Regions from separate parts of the Zea mays genome. Here regions 1 and 2 are each linked to region 3. The links are chromatin contacts, called in public Hi-C maps. All regions are on one chromosome and are shown on one strand. The core of a region is the stretch at or near the end of the contact, and the rest is flanking DNA. Distances in the headings are between cores, read along the strand shown. Region 1 has its middle 120 kb from the start of LOC103641559. Region 2 holds the start of LOC103641555 (U-box domain-containing protein 12). Region 3 holds the start of LOC103642697 (WPP domain-associated protein).

Region 1 (3,989 bases), core at 1,211-3,710, 130 kb after region 3:
TTCTCGGGTGCGCACGAGTGAGGACAAAGTGCGCACAAAAGACTCATGTTGGTCTGTGGGGACGATATATGATCCTAGAGAGCTGCCAGGAGTAAGTACCGCTGGTCCAGGGATTGGACGGGGTGTTACACATTGATTTTATGTCATCTTCATGATAACATTAATCAAAAGCAGAACAAAATTGTGAGACTCGAAATGCTTACATAGGGACAAAAGTAGATAAGAAAAATAGCAAAAAGATAGTGGTCTACTAGAGAGGGCACATGTTCCTAATTGGCCTAGAGCATAGCGGCTCATTATCCTTCCACCGCTGGTGGTGGGCGGTACTCGCTGCTCTGTGAAGCCAGCCTCACGCAATGTCCGCCACTTTAGGTGTTGGGATGCAAAGGCTTTCGCAAAGGCACCTGAAACCCACTACACAACTTGGTATGGGTGGTCCACAGTTTGTAGCACTAGACCCAGGCACATGCACCAAAATTAACATCCACACTACCTTATTGCCCCCGCTCGGGTTACAAGCAATCGCTACTTGCTCAGCGAGTGAGGGGGTTCAGGACTGCCTATTTAAGGTGTTGTTGTACTCTATGCGCCGGCGGTGTGGTATTTACCAACAACAAATAGTGTCATGCATGAGAGTTGCTAGTTGGCAAAGTCTGTTGTCGAGCTAGCTGGGGGCTATGCCAAAAGCACATTAGGATAGAATAGTCCTATTCTATTTTTTGTTTTTTGGGCCATTATGGACTTTATGTTGATGTTGTACTAATTTTCCATGTGTTTCCTCTTGCCTATGAAGTGGAAAGTGGGTGCGTTAGAGAAGAAAGAAAGAGTGGCTAGCATTGATTTTACATCATCCCCTTGAGAACAACAATCAACAGCAGAAGCAACAATATTTCATACATATACAACACTTACAATCCATATAAACAACTTTCCTTCAAAAAATAACATAAACCACATGATTTATATACTGTGTCGGTCATCTCCACAAAGGGCAAGGAAACACTCCTAGGTTTGTAGTATAGAACTAAGAGTGTCTACTCTCACGATGGTTTCCCAACATATGCAAACTAGACACTAATCACATAAAGTAAATACATATGTGGTAACACAAGCTTATAGCATGTATTTCAACCTATAGATTGTTGATTATTATGGTAGATTATATAATATAGGGGTTTCTGGAGAAATACGTAAAAAACAAGAGAATTAAAATTTCCTTTTCAGATTTGGCTAACTGGTAAAAGGAGTTGGAGTATCTGAGTTTCCAAATTTGGGACGTAGATGTATAGATGGAATATAAATACGTTAGAAAAAAATTCTACAACGTAAGGTTTAACACAAGTAGGGCTAAAAAAATAAATGAGGCTTTGGTGGCATGGTCATAAAACTAGAGACAAGAAACACAAAGAAACCAAGGTAATTAGTATGAGAGTTTTCCAAATTTGGTGTCATGATGTAGAAAAAATAAATATATGACAAACATGTTTTTTGCAAGGCATGGTAAAATAAATGGGAGTGAGAAATAAATTTAATCCTAGATTTAGAAGGAATAAATATATTACTAAATACGTTTCACAATGCCAAGTTAAGTAGGTGGGACCGAGAAAACAATTCTAGCGAGGCTTGGTTGTACCAACCCGAACTAGATACAATAGAGGAAAAATGAAGAAAATGATGGTCTACCAAATATGGCGCATGAGCCTTAAGGTGGACCTAGAGGGAAGTAGAAGAAATAAATATATAACCGAATATGTTTTTCGCAATGCGAGGTAAAGTGTTGATGTGCTCTAACTGGGCTTAGATTGCAGCGACATGTTATCCATTGTAAGACCTCAAGAATCCTAATGTTAGAATCTAGTAAAACTTCCTAAAGAATTTGAATTTGAAATACCTTCTAGTAATAAATTTTCTTGCATTAAATTTACTTCTCCCAAAATGAATGTGTTGTCTAGTAAAAGATAAAATAAGAGGAACCTAAATTAATTAAGTCCTTCTTTACCAATATATATATTTAATTTAAATTCTTCTATAACATAGGGAATTCACTAGGAAGAACCTACCCTTGAAAATACTATTTTCTTTGTATGTATGAATGGCATAAAAAACACACACATGCTTATATAGGAACAATAAATATATAAATAAATAAAATAATAAAATATTATTGCACTACATTCTGGTGTTTTGGCTTAGCATTTGTCTCAAATTATAAACTTAGATTTGAATTCAACTTGGATTTAAAACAAAAAGGAGGAAAGCAGGAAATCGAAAAGAAATAAGAAAAACAAAATTTGCGCTGGGCCAAATCCTGACCATGGCTCGGCCCACCCAAGTCGCATGGCCCGTTACCCCCCTCCGCCTTCTCCTTGTCTGCGGAAATACATTGAGTTGCTGATAGCGGGGGCCCCCTGCTCAACCTCTCCTTCCTACCGCACTGGCCCACTTCTCCAATGCAAAACACTGTCAAGTGGGTCCTGGTGTCCAGCGCCTACCTCCGCATATGGACATATGTGCCGCTGGCATGGGGCCTAGGATGTCAGCTTCATCTTCCTAACAACCTAGGCCGCAGATCGAGCGCGACCGCGCCCAAGTAGATTCCTATGCCCAACCTCGGATCTTCCCCATGGGCGTCCTCGCGAGGCTATATATCTATCCGCCGCGGCATCCCCTTCACCCATCCTTTGGTGCCAGCACCTGTACCCCATGCCCCGTCGCTGGCGCAGGGAGCTTTGGAATCCGCTGCAAGTCGTACTCACCTCCCCGTCGAATCAACCTTGATTCTTAGCCACGAGTGAAAGTCGAGGAACTCTGGGATCTCGTGCACCGACCGGCCGAACCTGAAATCATTTTGTGCGCAAGGAATTGCTCGTCGAAGCTCTGTCTCTGCCGCCAAGTCGCTTCTCACCGGGGACACCACTGCTAACGCCCAAATTTGTGGTAAGAAACCATCTCTGTTCCTCGTCGTCATCCTCTTTATGTGTAGAATCCCTCGGTATTCGATATGTGGTCCCCAGGCGGCCGACCCATTGCTCGCCAGCGAGTGCGCCACCGCGGTGGTGCCCGGCGCCGCTGTACTCGGGTTCGAGGGAGAAGGGGTTTGTCGTGGACCGTTGATCCCTATAGGAGCGGTCGGGATTAGATTTTGGATACCGCTTTAGGCGATAGGATCTGTGTCGTTAATCTAAAGAGGGACACCTCAGATTAGTTGTGGCGCGTACCCCTTTAGTGGTTAAATCGGGACCCTCGATCTTATGGCGAGTGGTTCGGATTAGCTTATGGCGTGGTCACCGATCGGACCGCGGATCCTGAATCCAAGGGCCCAAAATAGATAATGGTTTGGTTGAAGGGTGCGTCTAATCTGGGCCGCCAGTGTTCGATCGGACGATGGAAATATCGTGATACAGATCGACCCGTCTGTTTTGCAAAAGACCCCTCTGGGATTTCAGAAAATAACCCGTCGTCCGGGGCTGTGGAAGAGTCTTGCGGATTAGTCCTGAACTTTACAAATCAAACCCCGAGCTTCCTAGAAATAGTAATAGCAGTCCAGGAAACATTAAAATACCCAAGATAAATCTAGAAAATAGTTTTCAATGTAAGAATAAGTATAAAATCTTAGGAAAATCATAACTTTATGAATATGTCTCCAAATTGACGCGTTCCAGTTGCATTAGATCCATAATAATATTGTTTATCCCTTGGTAACTTTATTTTGTTATGAAACCTAAATTGAAACTATGTACTTAATTTCTTTTGTACCTGACTCCTAAATCTTTAGAAAATCATAACTTTATAACCGTAACTCCGAATTTAGTGGTTCTCGAGCCCACGATCTCGTAGAAACATGTAAATTATTATTATGCAGTTTGTTCTGATGTTTGGTATGATGTTAATTTTGCATATACCCTTTTTGTTGAATTGCTACGAATAACAGTGAGGTCACGAGAATTTGAAGATCATCCTGGTACCTGGAATCTCGAGTCCTAAGCAAA
Region 2 (3,801 bases), core at 890-3,389, 150 kb before region 3:
CTAGTGTTTCAATAGAGACTGTTAAGTTGAACTTCCACCTAGAACTCCAAGGTATACTAACCTACAACTTGGACAATAAACTATGCATTGAATTGCAGGTTTTGTGTGAATGGGTTGCACTCAAAGCCATAACCAGCACCTGGCTACCAGTAGTCCCCTTCTCGAGTGGAGCATATATGTCGTACTCCAAGGTCTTTTCATGAGTTTACTAGAGATCACTCATATCTCATAGACTGCGGCGTTAGATAATCGAGCTCATATAGGTGTGTTCTTTCAAGAATGTTCTACAGGACAACATCTTTACTAAGAAAAGCCAATAGAACACATAAGGCTCAAAGCCAACTTACCTTACAACGTTTGAGAGTATTGTATCTTTACTTAGAGAGGGTCAAAAGTTACTCTCCTCGGTTTACCAATGGTTTGTTCTTCCCATGACCTAATTCATGGGATCTCCGATCACATAGACTGGGTTTCCACCACGGCAACTTATATGGGTCTCATACTCATCTCTCTCGATGTGATTTCTATCACATTACGTGACAGTCCCTTCGTAAAAGGATCTACCAGATTTTTATCTATTGAAATATAAGTCACACTCATAACTCCCGAGTTTCTCAACTTTCTGATAGACTTCAATCGTCTTTTAACATGTCTTGATGACTTATAATTATCCTTAGAACTTGTCATTTTACCAATCACAATTTGATTGTAAACAACTTTCTAAATTTAGCTACTTCTCATCTAACCTCATTTCCTCTCTATGTTTGGCAATTATTTACCAATTCCCTAAACAAAAAACCGACGATTTTTTTTATTTTGGTGCCTTTTTTCCACTCCGCAATAAAGATAGATTAAGAGAGTGCATGCGTCAACCGCTGGTGATACACAATTGCCACAACTAGTCAGCTAGAGATTAAAAATTTGTTAATATAACTCCACGTGCATAGGTAAAAAAACCAATAAACAATTACGATGGCAAATCAAAAGGCCAACATAGTTCACTAGGTTGAATCCGTCGTCAATGATGAGGTCATAATTTTAAGATCGAGTTGCCGAAGGGAGATGAAAACAAAAGGAAAACTAAAATATGTATAAGATGTTTGAGAGTGTGACAAAAAATATATGTATAGAAATCTGCAGCAAAATAAGTTCATAACTGAGTATTTGATATATAGAAGATGAGATATAGATAATATTGTTAGAGAAGAATAAAAGATATAGGAGAGGAAAATAGATATAAAAAAGAAACATAAAGAATAGCGTGAGAGGCTATCGATGTTGTATTGGCAGAATGAAGATGGATAATTATTTGGATACTATTTTTTGTTTTTTATTGTATATAAATAGAAATAGAATCAGCTATGTGAATTCATATTATTGTTTATTATCATTAAACTTATAAATATTTATAAAAGATAAACCTTAAATTTATCATATATATATTCTTAAATGATAGATATAAAATCGGGATACAATCAGAAACATATGCATATATTTTTTTCATTTTTTGTTGTTGTAGGGAGCAAATAATGGATAAAAATAAGCAAAATTCTATTCTTATTTATAATATGTTTTATAACATAAGAAAATATTAGCATCAAATTTCATATATACCTAGTTTAAAATATTATATTTGTTCTAACTATTCGGATATATGTTTTCATCTCTATGTCGCCTCGCCTGTTTGGTACAACTTTTTTTCTAAAATACTTTTTTAATAATTTGGATTTTTAGAAAATCGAGGTGTCACAAGAATCTGAATATCTTTGGACTTAGATGCGGAGGAAGTTGAATGATCCGTAGGAGTTTCTTCTCATCCTGATGACTCGATATATTCTACATTCACATTAACTTAAATAATTAAAAATGATTTCACACAAACAAACAAAAGTGAAATATCTGTAGCGTGTTTAGTTTGAGGAACGAGGTCCATCATGTTCTCACTCTTCAATTTTTTGTTTGGTTTGTTAAATAATATGAGTTGATCTATCATTATTTTATTCCTCGTAGGCTAATAATTAGTAATAATATAAGAAATAAGCTTATTACACCAAATTTATAAAATCACCTCATAATGGACCACTTCATCTAGAATAGATTGATTTTTCAAAATAAACACTACGGTAAGCATAAGTCGATTCTAAAAATACCAAAATCCGGCACGAAGCGGATCTAAGTAGGCCCTATATCTCCCCAAACTGCGCCTGGCCCTGGGCTGAATTCGTCTCCGCCCGGCGCCCACCTTGCCGCCAAAAGCCGTACACCCAATTCCCAAAACTCCTCTACCCCTCCCAGGAAGAGGCCAAGAACGCCAGCAGCATCGCCGCCCATGGACTGGTCTGAGGAGGGGATCGACGAGGAGGAGTCCACGCTGCGCAGGCGGACGGCGAGGCCGCGTTCTCCTCCAGGCGGTCGACCCTTGCCTCCCCCGCGATCACCGGGATCGAGGTCGCCTTCTCCTCACCGCGGCGGTCTGGCGGCCTCCTCAGGGTTGAGGTCGCCCTCGCCGCGCCGCGTCACAATAATGGCGACGAGGATGGGCAGCTCTGTGCGGACGATCCGGCGATCTCCAACGCCAAGAAGGTCCGGCGCCGATGCTCCCGCGAGCGACGGTGTGGATGGCACCGGCGTCAAGGAGATCATCGCCAAGATGAGGGAGGGGTTTCCCACTCTCGAATCGTGGGATGGCGCCGACACGGGCGACTCTGGTCCCGGAGGAGGAGAGGGAGGTGGGGCGGACGAGGAGGAGCCGCAGGTGGACCAGAGCTCCGTCGCTTTCTCGTTCCAGGAGCTCGTGGCTCCGCTGGTCGTCGATGGGGCGGAGGTTATTGACGCCTTCGTCGGCTCCGATGAGGCGAGGACGGGCAAGGCCGCGGCCGAGCTTCTGGACGCAACCATGGGCGCCAACACCGGGCCCAGGACCGAAGCGATCAAGACTGAGCTCCTCGTCAACCGGCGGCTGCTCGACCTCGCGGGGCTGGAGCGGTGGATGCGGACGGTGGAGGCGGTCTCCGAGCTCGAGTGGTTCACGGGCCTCTGCTGCGACGAGAACAGCCCGCCACCGCATATCGACCTCTTCGAGTGCGCGTTCCGGGCCCTGGAGAACGCGTCGGACGTCGAGCTCCACCACGGCGCCGACGCCAGGAAGCGCTGGATCGGCCCAGTGGGCGTGCCGGAGTTCTTCATCTGCCCCATCTCCAACAAGGTCATGGAGAACCCCGTCGTCATCGCCTCCGGAAAGGTGCGATGAATCTTTCATCGGCTCTGTTCTCGTGGCGGTCCTGGTACGCTTGTTCTTGAATTATATATTTCTGCAAACATGTTTCTTAGTGTTGGATGACAGAAATGTGCCAATCTGCAAACAAGTTTCTTAATGTTGGGTCTCTTGCAATGTGCCAATCTGAAAAATCTGCTGTCTGAAATTGTTGAGGCTATGTGTTTTAATCAGTTAGATACTGATAGCAGACTCTTCCGTGGCTGTGGCTGCAGACAGTTGATCGCTCAGCTCTGGAGAAATGGCAGAAGAAGAACGGGCGCATCTGTCCCGTCACTGGCGAGCTTGTCCCGTACACCATGTTCATCCCCAACGTCTTCATCAAGCTCTGCATCGAGCATTGGCGTGCAGAAAATAAGATTGCATGCGTGACGACGGCAGCCACCAATCCACCTCACATTTCCAACGAGTTGCAAGTCCTGATCGGGCAAGCCACCCTAATGCCTCACTCCCCCGGAAGCTCCAAAGAGGTCCGGAAGTCGCTTTTTCTGCTCCACAAGGTCCTCGCCGACAAGGAGAGCGCAGTC
Region 3 (3,944 bases), core at 540-3,039:
ATTGCGTGGGTACACGTGAAATCACTCTAAGTATCAAGTTTCAACATAATCAATACTTCACTTTACCATTTTTATGTGGGAACTTGAGATTATCTTCTATTAAATGTTTATTAGTATTAATTTACTTGCAATTTCGTGGTCGAACAAGAATATTTTATGATAACCAATTAATGCATTATCCGACAAGTATCCGATATCTGATCAAATAATATCCGTATCCGTCACTTATCTGCCCGGATAAATATCCGGTCCCTGTATCCGTATCCGTCCCGTTTCTAACTATCCGTATCCGATTCCGAATCTGTTTTAAATACATTAGAGTAGGATACAGGATGAGCTACTATCCGTCCGTATCTGCCCGTTTTCACCCCTATGACCATCTATATCCATAACTATATTGGCCTACTCAACTTTGTCCACCCTATCAGAGAGGACAGAATTGATTTTCAGAAAGGCAGATACTATCGTCTCCACTGACCCCCCGTTTATTCTGCTGGGGACACAAATTAATATATATGTTAATGTTGGTCTTACGGCCCTGCATTCTTGCATGATTGCTGCTCCATCTAATTGTTGGTTGTCTGGTCCGCCCTAGGCCATCTGCACCAGTTTCTCAGGTAAAAAGAATTAACGTTCCGTGGACTTCTCCACCTTTTCGTCACCTTTTCCGCTGCCCTTGTGGACAGGACATGCAACCTCCACCAGCATGCAGGTGCGACAAAAAGAAGAGCTTGTTTCACCTGGTACCATACCAGCACACATCTCGTGATCTGTATAGGTGTCAGTGATCTGTAAATATGGCTCCGAAGTGTAGCTAATCTCCCATGTTTCGGGCAGGTGGTACAATAAATATGTAAGTGACCCACACTTTCCGGCAGCTTCGTGCAGATCTTGTGAGACATTTGCCGCGCTGGAGGAATACATCACAATGTGCATGTCACCCATTTTCACCATTAATTCACACAAGGAGCTGGTTGATTTAACATTTGTGACTTACGATTTTACGAAAAGAGTTCTTGGTGACTGAATGTTTGACCTGTTCACACAAGGTGCCGTTTGATTCACATTTGTGAATTGTTACCATGCGAAATCTTGCTATCTATATTTAAAGATCAATCGTATGGCCTACCACAGTATCACGTCACACATCACTTTGATGGCGAGATTTGCGCAATGAAAGAAACCACATCTCTTGTGCCGACGGTCAATCAGCTGATGTGATCATGTGAACATGCCAAGCGCCAAAATCTCCAGATCAGACGATCTACTCCTATACTAGTATAGTACTAGAATAGCTGAAAACAAATCTGTAGATCCAAGCCCAGTACCTTTTTTCTTAATTGAAACAAATCAGACGCAGATCAGTAAACACATGGCCAAGTAGTGGCAACTGAGACTTCTCAGCTTAGCTCCCTTCCCATCTACACACTGACAATTTCAGTGAAAACAGGTCGTGTAATGTCTTTTGAAATGTATAACTTACACGTACTTTTTTCTTGTTTAGAGAGAGTAGAAAATGACAAAGAGATGGAAGCAACAAAAACCAGCTGTACAGTGTCCACTTGTGCAGGCAAAGCCGGAACCGGCCTGCCCTCACAACGATCCCGGAGGCCGATCCGACGGCCGCTCTCAAACCCCGCTCGGATCTTGAGGCGCGCCCCCCGCAACCCAATGACCCATCCAGCTCAGCACACCACGCGCTCCCACTACCGCCGACGGCCGGGCCCCACCTCCCCACATACACCGGCCATCACACACTACAACACGTCCCATCTTCCCAACCACCCCCACCGCCTTGCGGGCCCGTTCTCAGCGGGCCCACTGACCAGCAGCTACTCCAGCAGGCTGACGGCCGTTACGCGCCGCGCCCGATGCCAGTTTTACCCTCCTCCCGCGGCGCGGTGAGCTGACGACTCGTTCTTCCTTCGCTTCTCTAGCATATACTTGGTCGTGAGGAAGAGCGGCCGCGGCGTCGTCTTCCTCCTCGCGATCGCCCGCACAAATCCAAACGAATTCACTGCGACCAGTCTCCGATTCACCAACGCCCTCCTCTTGTACTGCCGCCTTCGTCCCCAGGCCGGCAGCCCTTCCTGCCACCTCGCTGAGGGCTGCGGAACAACTGAGCCCCCGTGCCGCGTGCCGTCTGCAACGGCGCCGAGGAGGTGCTAAAGCAGGCAAGCAGCCGCCCCCGCTGCGCCGCCAATGGCTCGGATCCAGCCTGTAAGTGACTCCGTGCCGCCGCGCTTGTGTTGTTCAGGATTTTGTGGTGGTTCAGGGCCTCTGGGGTTTCGTTTTTTCGGAACTTCGGATTGGTTGGTGCCGTTCGGAGCGGGGATGTCGTGCGTGTGGTTTGAGGCGCTTTGCCGGCGTTTTTGTCAGTTTTTTTTTTGGATCGAGGCGGATGAGCGATTCCAGTCAGGCAACTTCACTGCTCCAGTGCAAGCTCTGCTTTTGGTGCGGGAGTTCGGAAATCACAAGGGAGACGAAGTGACGAACAGAGCGGGTCAAAACTGATCTCACCTTGCAGTATTGCCGTTACTTCCTTACGCCTTACCGCAGCTGGCTGTGGCTTCTCACTTCTGTGTGTGATTGAGTGTGGTGTGGAATGCAAGTATGGAATAATTGTCTATGTACTGGCGTTCACGTTCTGTTACCCGTCCTGCTGCTATCAATGTTACATGTTACTTCACATCCGCCACCAGAGTCCGTCTACATTGATTTATTACTTTACTTTACTGGACGGATCCTACCGCTACCGGTTAGTGAATTTCAGAACAGTAATGCATGTGAGTCGATACTTGTTGTTGTTAAACTTTCATTTCCTATGAAATTAAGTATCTCCTGCTTTCATGCCAGGCATCGAGTTTTAGATTCATAATGGTTTAGCTAGTTAGTGTTCTGAATGTGCAATCAACTGTTGAATCTTATATGATCGATGTTGCAGGTGTTGGATGAAAGAATGGACCCATTTCTTGGTAGATTGGCTAGACCAGTCACCATTGACCAATCATGGTTTACCGCCCAGGGTGATCTGTCCTTGCTCAACAGACCGGCTTCCAGTGACACTAAGACTTCTGCAGAGCTTAACAATGGTTTAATCGAGTTCAACGATGCAACTGCGCCATCGCCAGGATTGTCGTGTCATAATTGCTCTAGTGTCGCAAGCAACTTCAAACCATTTGCAACTGTAGTGTCAGGGCTGCATCAACACTTCTTGGATGCAAATGTAGAAGTTACTTACGCAGAATACTTGGATTTGATGAAAGTGGAAGTCGATCAGCAGCTTAATAAGCTCATCGAGGATATAAGGGTCCTCAAGAGCTATAACGTGGCTCATAAATGTGACCTAAATGACCCGTGCTCTACACTAGGCCATGTTGGGAAGCTGACTGAGATAGACGAGGGGTTCAACAGCTTGAAGTTGCTGCTGGTTGTGGTGTTCCGACAAATTAGAGAGATGCTCACACTGGTTAATTCTTCAATTCATGATTTTCAGTGGGAGCATGAGTTACAGTTAGAAATTACTGGCTTTATTATTGGAGACTGTGTCAGAGGTCTTAAGGATGAACTAGAGAGGAAGTTGTATGAGCAAAGCTCCATTGTGAACAGTCTAAGAAAAAATTCGCAAGAAACTGTGGCTCAGTGTGCTTCCATCCGTGAAGACCTGATTGCTATTTCTAATATGCTATTACCTTCAGAAGAGGAACACCATATTCCTCTGTGTAGACATGAAAGTTTGGGTAATTGGAGCGACAGATGGAAGTTCAGCTTTTTCAGAAAGATACCACAAAAGGATCACTCTCTATCTTCCTCTGAGGAAAATCAGAAATCTGCAACACAGAAATCTATAAGTCCCAGTGAAGTTATTTCAGAAAAATCTGACTTCCGACATCTGAAGGGCATGACTGGACAAGAAATTCTTAACTATTTCAGATCTGAGATCA

Evidence for each region. A called contact is a pair of places that touch in the nucleus more often than the background predicts.
Region 1: a Hi-C map of leaf shows a contact between it and region 3, with 5 times the contacts expected there. The contact joins the enhancer-like site here to the promoter of LOC103642697 in region 3. A contact is called at or near these places in 5 of 25 Hi-C or Micro-C datasets (ear, endosperm, leaf and 1 more).
Region 2: a Hi-C map of ear shows a contact between it and region 3, with 1.8 times the contacts expected there. The contact joins the promoter of LOC103641555 here to the promoter of LOC103642697 in region 3. A contact is called at or near these places in 2 of 25 Hi-C or Micro-C datasets (ear and endosperm).

What each region holds. Positions count from the first base shown.
Region 1 is chr10:108,868,946-108,872,934 of Zm-B73-REFERENCE-NAM-5.0, forward strand. No RefSeq gene overlaps it. Among protein-coding and RNA genes, the nearest start is that of LOC103641559, 120 kb to the left of the region's middle. Within about 2 kb of position 2,461, at least 18 of the 20 cell types and tissues checked have an H3K27ac peak or open chromatin away from gene starts, as enhancers often do. A contact at or near this core is called in ear, endosperm, leaf and 1 more, where this site is marked.
Region 2 is chr10:108,586,102-108,589,902 of Zm-B73-REFERENCE-NAM-5.0, forward strand. It overlaps LOC103641555 (U-box domain-containing protein 12), which reads left to right and starts at 2,140. Exons shown (of 2, transcript XM_008664903.4): 1 at 2,140-3,284; 2 at 3,490-3,801. The coding sequence starts at 2,685.
Region 3 is chr10:108,739,814-108,743,757 of Zm-B73-REFERENCE-NAM-5.0, forward strand. LOC103642697 (WPP domain-associated protein) reads left to right here and starts at 1,790. Exons shown (of 7, transcript XR_002265550.2): 1 at 1,790-2,220; 2 at 2,945-3,944.